Regions from separate parts of the Oryctolagus cuniculus genome. Here region 2 is linked to region 1. Evidence: chromatin contacts called from public Micro-C data. All regions are on one chromosome and are shown on one strand. The core of a region is the stretch at or near the end of the contact, and the rest is flanking DNA. Distances in the headings are between cores, read along the strand shown.

Region 1 (4,885 bases), core at 1,631-4,130:
CCAGAACTTCATCCGGGTCTTCCACGTGGGTGGCACGTACCCTAATACTTGGACCATCTTCTGCCACTTTTCCCAAGCCATTAGCAGGGAGCTGGATCACAGCGGAGCAGCCGGGACATGAACCGGTACCCATGTGAGATGCTGGCATCACAGGCAGCTGTTATACCCACTCTACCACAATTCCAGCTCCAATGGGATTGATGTTTACACAGGACATGCAGCCTCCAGTGTGCTACTGTCCTCCCCCCCCCTTACACACACTACTATCTTTAAAATCTACCCGATTTATATTTCCCTGTTACTCCCTCCTCTCCCTAAGAGTCATTTAGAATTCCTGCTTTAAATTCATACACACGTTCAACAAATATTTATGTCAAGCACTGTGCTGGCTACTTTAGAATCTAGGAGCTGGACGATTTAGGTCCCTTCCAGTAGAAAAACTGATTTTTCCAGAAGTTTCTGCCTGTTTACACAACGTGGCTATATACTGTATAAGTTACATAAAGCATAGCAACATTATGAGGGTTGGATGAGTTCTAAAGTGGCTATTCAAACATCTATCCTAAATATGCACCCATCCTCCACATCCGGCAAATGGCACAGGCTCACAACCGCTTGGCCAGCATGTACAGAGATTAGCACTGCCTGCACGGGATATCAACGCAAACACCAGGAAGCAGACACACACAGCTGCAAAACTGAGGTGCAGCCCACCCAAGAAAAAGTTTCCACTGAGCCATAAGCATCTGTCAGACTCCATTTTTCTCATTCACTACCATCCATTGCTATTTCTAACTGTTTTGGAGTTGGAAGTGAGGGAGCAGGGCGGGATGGAGTAGAAAGGAGGTGTGTGGGCCAGACCCGTTCAAGAGATCATGAAATGGAGCTGAGTTAGAAAGTACACCCAGCAACTTCTCCACTCTCCCAAGAGAGAATGGGGGAGTGTGCCCGTGTGTATGTATCTTACCCAACACACATTACTGCCTACCACAGGATTTAAAACTCAAGGTGACTCAACACCTGTCATCAATAGCCTGGCAGGTAGGAGGGCAACGCAGAAAAGAAGTGGATAGGTTTTGAAAACAGGCGTAATAAACACCATTGGACTAGCAAGCTGATTACAAGGGCAATGTCTTACAAATGGTGCATAAGAACAGCAGCTAATATCATGGGAACTCCCAGTCATTCCTCTGAAACCTGCAATTGCCGAAGGGCACAAATCCCTGCTAGGGTCCAGGCAAAGGCTTGCTGACCAGAAGCAGGAACAACACCACACCACCAAGATCCAAACAGTTTGTTATCAAATCAAAGGGTAACAACCCAGGGAGAGAACACACACCCCCACAACACTTGACAAATGAAAATCTCAAAGCTCCCGATGGTTCTGGCATTTAGGGCGTTACAAGTACACCCGAAATAAAAGCACTCTCTGTTGCAGCAGCTGTTCAGACAGAGCAGGGGGTAATGTTTACTTAATACTTCAGGTTGATGGGGGATGTATCATAGTTCAGTCTGTCAGCTACATACGTGGAACTCCATTTATGTACACAGCGATAAGATATGTTTGAATAACGACAGCGCACGTCTGAAACAGCCTATTTAGCTGGTATGAGTAATCAAGAATAAAGCTTTAAAGAAAAAAGTCTCGGATATTTGGGAAAGTCACAGAACAGACTGCCATGAATAGCTTTGCTTATATTTGCAGACATTGTTTTCCAAATAGCTGGAAAAATGAACAGATTGTTCTGGGAGGTTGTCTTTCCAGTTTGTTCCTAGTTTCCAGACTGTTCGTCACACAAGAAAGCACAAGGCGAGTCGGCTAATGCTCTTCACCAATTGCATCTACGGTCGGCTGGGCACAACCACCCCTAAGTGAGAGCAGACAAAGCATTCCTAGCGCCACGCCTGAGGTTTTCCATTTGGCTTCCCTCATGTCACCTCTGTGCTCACTGCAGCCGCATCAGAACCCTCGGAGGGGCATCGTTTACAAAAGCCTCAATGAGGCAGGTTTCGCATCAGATGTTCCACATTGTGCTCAATATCCCCCCGCACACGCCCTTATTCTGCATCAACTTCTATATCGGGGGCGGGGGATGGGGGGTGGGAAGTGGGAGGGAGACCCAACACCAGGGACGGTAGCTCAGGGCCAGGCTGCAGAGGTCGAAGGTGGACGAGCCCGACTGTTTGAAAAGAGACGGAGGGAGCTGCATGATCAGGCCCGGACACGAAAGAGTCGGGCTCCTGCCGGGGACCCAAGCTCCGCGCCTGCAAGGCCAGAAACAGCAGGCTGCTCTGCCCGAGCCAGGAGCGCCACCTCCGGGTCCCAACACCCGGCCAGCGCACCCCCAGACATCGCCCGTCCCGCCTGCCCTCCCCTGAGCTCATGGTCCTCGGCCCGGCAGCTAGCCGCCCCCGGCCACCTACCGGGGCTCACGGCCACATAGCGGGGCCCCGGCTCTCGGCGGCCTCCGCCTCCTTCCGGTCCATGGGCTCGGGGCCCCCAACCTTCGCTCCCCTCACCCCGAGAAGGAGGAAGAGGATGAAACCAGTGCGGCCTCCCCACCCGGACAGCTCCCTCTCGCCTCAGCCTCCCTGGACAGCGACGGAGGCCGGAAACGCAGCCTCCTCCCACCTTGCCGGGCTCAACCCGGAAGCACACCCTTCCATGCCCACCCCCGGAAGCGCAATTCAGCCGCGAGCCGGAGGGGAGGAGGGGCTGTCTAGAAGGGATAAGATTACGCACAGACGAAGGACTCTGGGCCCCCAGACTCTCGCCTCCCGCTCTCCAAAGGAAGTCTACACCCTGGTCCTTTGCACGAGCCCCAAGTCCCAGACTCGGGCAATACCCACAAGCAAGATGGCGGTCACGGCGGCTGCCCCTGCGGCTTAGCGCCCAGCCGTGCCATTGGCCAGCGCCCGGAGTGAAGCGGCCACGGATTGGTCGAGAGCGCTGCGGGGGTGGGGGTGGAGCTGCAGCAGCCCGGAGCCCGGAGTGGGCAACGCGGCGTGAGCAGCGGCCCCAGGCTCCTGGAGCATCGCGCCCGGAGGAGACTTCGCTGCTGCTCGGGGCCGCAGCCTGGTGAGCTCAGCCCCCTTCAGACCCTCCCGTGCATCCCAGCCAGAGCCTCTCGGAGCCGGCGCTGATCGATGCCGACACACCCTGGGGACCCTATCGCGACTCCATCGCGCCATATCGCGACATCATCGTGCCCTGTCAAGACTCCATTTTGTCACAGCCCTTTTCAGTATATATCTTTCTAAAAATAATTTGCCCTGTCATCTTCGGGGGCTGCCCCCCCATGTCGTGATTTTTGCTGTGATCTCTCCGTGACATCACCGCGCCATCGTGAAGTGTGATCTCATCGCTGCTCTGTCGTGACTTCATCAATGTCGTGTTGTGACCTGGCTGCGGCGGGACAGGTGGTGACCGCCAGGAACCCTCCTCCCTCCTCATCTCCCCATCTCAGCAGCCCCGCTTTGATTATCCGGCTCTTGGATTCTCTGTTGTCCCGGGAGCTACCTGGGACCCCTCCTTGCTTCTCCAGCCCCTGCCGGCACCCACAGGCTGGGAGTGGGATGGGGAGGGCGGGCAAGGGGTTAATTCTGCCGCTTCTGCTGCTTCTGCCGCTGCCGCCGCCGCCGCCGCCGCTGCTGCTGCTGCAGCCTCTGCCCGAGGGAGGGAAAGGAGAGGAGGCAAGGAGCCTGCGGGGGCGGCTGAGAGTTCTGGCTGGAGGGGTGGGGTCCCCGGAGGGGCCCCCAAGCCTTCCCTGCTGAGACCTCATATTCTCACTGTTGCTGAAGCCCAGGGCGCCCTTTCCCGACCCCCCACCCCACCGTGTCAGCCTGAGGCCGGATAATCCAACTTCTCGTGAACCATCTGTGTCTCCATTCCTTCCTGTCTGTCCTCCCCGCTCATTCCCTGTGTGCCTCTGCCGAACCTGGCCTCTGGTGCCAGGGGCCAGCCCCCTCCCACCCCAGGAGACTAGTGAGGAGAGCTGTCCAGCTTAACAGCTCTTCTCTCCCACTTCCTGTAGGTGACCTTGGACCTGGGTCCCTTCTTCATCCCTAGAGATTTGCAGGTCCAGCCCCCTAGAAGAGCTCCCCTAAGGAGGGGTCAGTCCTGAGGAAGCCACCCCTCCAGATCCTCCCCTCCCCTCCCTCTGTGCTAATCCCTCCCTGCATCCTCCACTCCCACCCCCACCCCCACCTCCGCCCCTCCTCTGCAGAGGGATGCTCAGTCCCTCTTGTGTTCACAGTTGGGCAAGGCGGGCATCATGGCCTCGGATTGTGAGCCAGCTCTGAACCAGGCAGAGAGCCGAAACCCCACCCTGGAGCGCTACCTGGGAGCCCTCCGTGAGGCCAAGAATGACAGCGAGCAGTTTGCAGCCCTGCTGCTAGTAAGGAACTGGCTGAAATTGGGAGGTGGGAAGGGCTGGGTGGTTGGGCCCCCAAGGAATGGGGTCAGTGAGTCCCCAGGGATATGCAGGTGGTGCTGGCAGCCCTGGAGGCAGCAAAGAAGGCCCAAGACCCCTATCTTGTACTTTATTCTTTTCTTGTTTTTACTTCCCCGAGGATGTGCGCAGAAGGGATAAAGGGGGTGAATAAAGCAGTGGCAGCACTGGGGGCCTTGGAGGAGGCTGCCTGGATCTGCTTTCCGGGGCGTCCCAGAGCAGATGGGAGCTGACTCATAGGGTAACAGCAGCAGGTAGTAATGTGCAGAGTTTTCGAGGGCTGGGGATGGTTGTTCTGGAGAGTCACAGGACTGGAGGTGACTGGGGAGGGGTCCCAGGGGATGGTCAGGACAGCAGAAGGTAGGTTAAGGTAAGGGAGTGGGTTCAGAGCTCAGCCTATTGGAGGAACCCAGGCTGGGGACAGCAGAGCAAGA
Region 2 (4,885 bases), core at 926-3,425, 87 kb before region 1:
TCTTTTCATGGCACTCATTAGGTGACATGACTCTGAAGAGGAAAACATTAATGAGTGCAGGCAAGGGTGTAGAGAGCATTCTCTGAGTCCTCCAATAGAACAGACAACAATCTTGTGGGCAATAATGGCGGTGAGAGCACTTCAGTCAGGTTTCTCATTTACGTAGGAATTTTGTTTCCATAACCAAGAAAGGCAACTCTGTGTAAGCAAATCTGAACAAGGAATTTCAACTAAAATAATGCTAAATACATTGTCTTATCTTCTCAAAGAAATACTACTTCATACACATCACATAGAAATTTGAAACAGGACCTGTCTGGTTTATTACTTCCTAACAGTTGCTTCCAGATGCGTGGTCTTCCCGTGACTTGGCTAAGATAATGGCCTAACCAGAATGCAGACATGTCCAGCCCCAAATCTTCCACCAGGGTGTTCCACCCAGGAAACACAGTGAATGTCTTCTAAAACATCACGTTTAGACCAGTACTCACGGCTGCCATCTATGACCGTAGACGTGGTTGGCAGAGAGATCTCCTGAAACTGAGGTGACACAATAGCAACAGGAGGCTGATTCTTACGGGGTTCTGTAACAAGGTGACAAGGGAGAGATTGGGAAAGGGGATTTAATAGAAGAAAGCTACATCTGAGTGGATACTTAACAGATGGTTGAGGCATCACCAGATGTGAAAGTCTCAAGACCAGGCTGCCATTCTAAACCAACACCCCTGGGATGATAAAAGTCACTTCCAAACCTGACCATTCCTATGCACTCTGAATTTCAATGTTCAGGTGTTGTCTAGTTTACAAAAAGCACTTTAGCAGCAAGTGACTACTTTGGGGCAAGTCTGCCTGGAGCAGGACAACACACAAGCTTTGTGTGATACAGGCCTTGGCAAGCAAACCATCCCTTGGCACAGACTGTGGTGGAAAGCTCAGCCATCACTGAGCTGTGTGTGGGGTTGCCATAGCTAAGTGATAGGAAGGTTACAAACCACTCTGGTCCACCCAAAAGACTGAGCTACAAACCCAATGACTTTGTCCTTGAGGAATGTCAAATGGTGTTCATTTTATTACATTTCTTTAAAAGATTCACTTATTTATTTGAAAGGCAGAGTTAGAGAGGGGAGAGAGAGAGAGAGAGATGAGAGAGAGAGAGATCGTCCATCCATCTGTTCACTCCCAAAATGGCCACAATGGCCAGGGCTGGGTCAGGCTGAAGCCAGGAGCCTAGAACTCCATCTGGGTCTCCCATGTGGGTGGCAGGGGCCCAAGCATTTGGGCCATCATTCACTGCTTTCCCTGGCACATTAGCAGGGAACTGGATTGGAAATGGAGCAGCCAAGACTTGAAGCAGCACTCATATGTGAAGTCAGCTTGACAGGCAGCAGCCTAACCCACTGTGCCACTGTGCTACTGGCACAGTGATGCCCCAGTGCTAATACATTTTAAAGGAGGTGAAATGATTACTTTGGCTACAAAGTTTAGGAAATGAAAAGAGAATCAAGTACCAACAAAGATAAAAAACAGTATTGGGGGACCAGCACTGTGGTGTAGCAGATAAAGCCTCAGCCTACAGTGCCAGCATCCCACATGGGTACTGGTTCAAGTCCCGGCTGCTCCACTTACAATCCAGCTCTCTGCTGTAGCCTGAGAAAGCAGTGGAAGATGGCCCAAGTCCTTGGGCCCCTGAACCCACGTGGGAGACCTAGAAGAAGCTCCTGGCTCCTGGCTTCGGATTGGCACAGCTCTGGCCATTGCAGCCATCTAGGGAGGGAACCAGCAGATGGAAGACCTCTCTTTCTCTCTCTGCCTCTCTGTAATTTTGCCTTTCAAATAAATAAATATCAAAAAAAAAAAAAAACAGTATTAGGAATTTCTACCAGTGTAAGTGCCACTCTTCAACTTCTCCCAAATTTCTCTGAAAATCCAAAACAAGACACCTTGCTACTACACTGTGACCTACCCACAGTGGCTCATTTAAAAAGAATGACAGGATTTGGTTTCCAAGGTGGAAGGGACGGTAGGGTTTCAATGAGGAACTCTGGAAGATCAGAAAGGACCTATCACTTGGCTGGCTCTCCTGCATGTTTCTCCAAGGCTTCTGGTTTCTTCCTATCTCTTAATTACAGCACATGGTGCGCTCTCAGCTTGGCCCACTTGGGGGAGTAGTTCTCAGGGAGACAGGCTATTGCTCAGGCCACACTGCTCTGTGGGCTGCCTAACTAATGCTCCCCTGCCAAGCCCACTGTTCCCATTAGAACACTTGGAACAAAGTACATATCTTGCTACTATAATCTTTTGCTACACTGAACTAGGAATTGCTCGATAAATTTAATATGTACAAAAAAAGATTGGGAATTAAAAACCCCGAAGTCAAATCTTCATCTCCTTGGGAGGCCTGCAGAGGGAGCAATGGAGACATAGCTGGAGCTGGCAACACATACCTGGCTCTACAGTCACATTCACATAGCCTTCCCCGTGGGCATTTTGACCATCTACAATCACTTTAAATTCATACAGGCCGGGAGTGAGCTGTGGAAGCAAGAGAAAACCTGTTAGCCACAAAACGTAGCAATTACATTGAATACATACATCTGAGTTTTCCCAGGCTTAACCTTTCATTCTTTTGCTCTGCTTCTGAAATGGAAAAAAGTATAAACTAGCTAAGGAAATGAAACAATAAATTAAACTAAAACAACAAACAAACAAACAAAAAAACAGAGCTTTTAATGTGCATCTTATTACTAGCTGACTCCGGAACAGAAGGGATTTCAATATCTCTGTACTCCCATTTTCTTTTCAGAAGAACATTAAGGGCCCAAACAGCCTACTTCACAGAGTTATGAAATTAAAATAATCAGTTCCTCAAAGAAAAACATTTTGTAAAAATAACAAATAATTCCCCACTATCACCATTTTCACTAACTGCATAAATGGGGAAAAAAAAAATAAAATCACCCACTATCGCACTATATTATAACACATCAATCCATTATATTCCTCTATTTTCTTCCTATCCTGACTACATACAAAAAGTAGCTCATTTGTTCAACAAACATTTGTTGAGACCCAATCATGTACCAGTCACTACCCCAGACTTTGGGTTGGCAGAGCAACAAGGTAAGATCTCTACCACCTTCGAAGAGCTCATACTTCAGTGGTATTCAAGGTCAAGCTAAAATGAAAGTATCAAACTTTTCAATGCTATTCCTCCCATTCATTTAGTATGAACACTTTCCCCATTTTGTCACACAATCTTTTTAATATGCCTTTTAATGACTGCAGAATAGCCCATGAATAAATGTGTCCTAATTCACATATGCATTCTACATTGTTGGATACCTGAGTTCTTTCCACTTTTTTACTATTATGACTAATACTGTAGTGAACATCTTCCAGGAGGATGTGGTTTTTTCTTGAAGATTACCTTCTTTGAGTAAATACTAATTGATGCAGGTAGCATTTTTCATTACTTCCATCTCCTTTTAATGCTTTCCTGCTGGGTTTTACCTCTCTGCCATACTCATTTCCTTCTGCTTCCTCACTCTCTACCCTTAGGATGACAGTGTACCCAGGATTCTATCCTCAGTCTCCTTCACTCTACACTCTCCTCCGTAGGTCTTATCTATAACTATGGCTTCAATTATCATCTGTTTGGGGTTGACATGCAAATTTATCTCTCTTGCTCAGAGCTGTCTCCTGATCCCTAGCCCCTCACCCCCAGCTACTAAATGGATAACTCCACTCAAATGTTTCACAGGTACCTCAAACTCATCCTGTCCAAAAATGAACTCATCATCTGCAAACCTCCCCCAAAGCTGTTCCCTCTTCTATGCTCCTCGTTTCAGGAAACATCCATGCAGGTACCCAACCAAAAGGCTAGGGTTATCCCAGACCTCCCTCCCCAACACCTCCATCCAACTCACTGATCATTACATTTTATCCAGCTGCCCTCCATTTTACTGCTCACATCCACTCACTTGTCTCCAGCCACACTGCCATCACCTTGGTTCTCAACCACTCCTCACAGCAGTTATTAAAATGAGTTCTGGGCCGGTGCCGCGGCTCACTAGGCTAATCCTCCGCCTTGTGGCGCCGGCACACCGGGTTCTAGTCCCGGTCAGGGCGCCAGATTCTGTCCCGGTTGCCCCTCTTCCAGGCCAGCTCTCTGCTGTGGCCCGGGAAGGCAGTGGTGGATGGCCCAGGTCCTTGGGCCCTGCACCCCATGGGAGACCAGGATAAGTACCTGGCTCCTGCCATTGGATCAGCATGGTGCGCCGGCTGCAGCTCGCCAGCCGTGGCGGCCATTGGAGGGTGAACCAACGGCAAAAGGAAGACCTTTCTGTCTCTCTCACTGTCCACTCTGCCTGTCAAAAAAAAAAAAAAAAAAAAAAAAAAGAGAGAGTTCTGGAGATAGAAAGCTCTATATAGCCCCAAACAACCATTTAATAGCTTAGTGAACTCTGGCCAAATCACTTCAGTTTTCCAACTTTTCATTTTGTCACTTGTAAAGGAAATATTAATACCCACATCTTGGGGGTTTTATGAAGTTCTTTTTAGCTGCATAAAATACTTACATCACATCTGGCACATGGCATGAACTCAACAGATGATTTTACATTTCTATTTTACTTCTGTTGTTTTACTCAGGCTACTATCATTTTGCACTCAAATTTTCAACAGATTCCTTACTGGTCTCCCTATTTATGTCCTCCACTCTTCAATCAGGATGGATCTTTCTGAACTAGAAATCTGAACATGTCTTTCTTCTATACAGAATCTTTCCAACGCTATTTCCTCTGGATAAGATTCAAAGTACTTAATCCTACTTACAAGGTTCTGCTCGATCTGGCCCCTGCATCTCTCCAACTTACTTGAGCCGTGG

What was found. A called contact is a pair of places that touch in the nucleus more often than the background predicts.
Region 2: a contact with region 1 is called in a Micro-C map of ear pinna, with 5 times the contacts expected there. The contact joins the enhancer-like site here to the promoter of KIAA0319L in region 1. A contact is called at or near these places in 3 of 6 Hi-C or Micro-C datasets (ear pinna, embryonic fibroblasts and an unstated tissue).

The regions. Positions count from the first base shown.
Region 1 is chr7:137,056,862-137,061,746 of mOryCun1.1, reverse strand. KIAA0319L (KIAA0319 like) reads right to left here and starts at 2,880. Exons shown (of 21, transcript XM_051832163.2): 1 at 2,744-2,880. NCDN (neurochondrin) reads left to right here and starts at 2,940. Exons shown (of 7, transcript XM_051832167.2): 1 at 2,940-3,079; 2 at 4,257-4,397. The coding sequence starts at 4,275.
Region 2 is chr7:137,143,036-137,147,920 of mOryCun1.1, reverse strand. KIAA0319L (KIAA0319 like) reads right to left here. Exons shown (of 21, transcript XM_051832163.2): 7 at 2,445-2,532; 8 at 492-584. Among named protein-coding and RNA genes, the nearest start is that of KIAA0319L, 87 kb to the right of the region's middle. Within about 2 kb of position 2,175, at least 1 of the 8 cell types and tissues checked has an H3K27ac peak or open chromatin away from gene starts, as enhancers often do.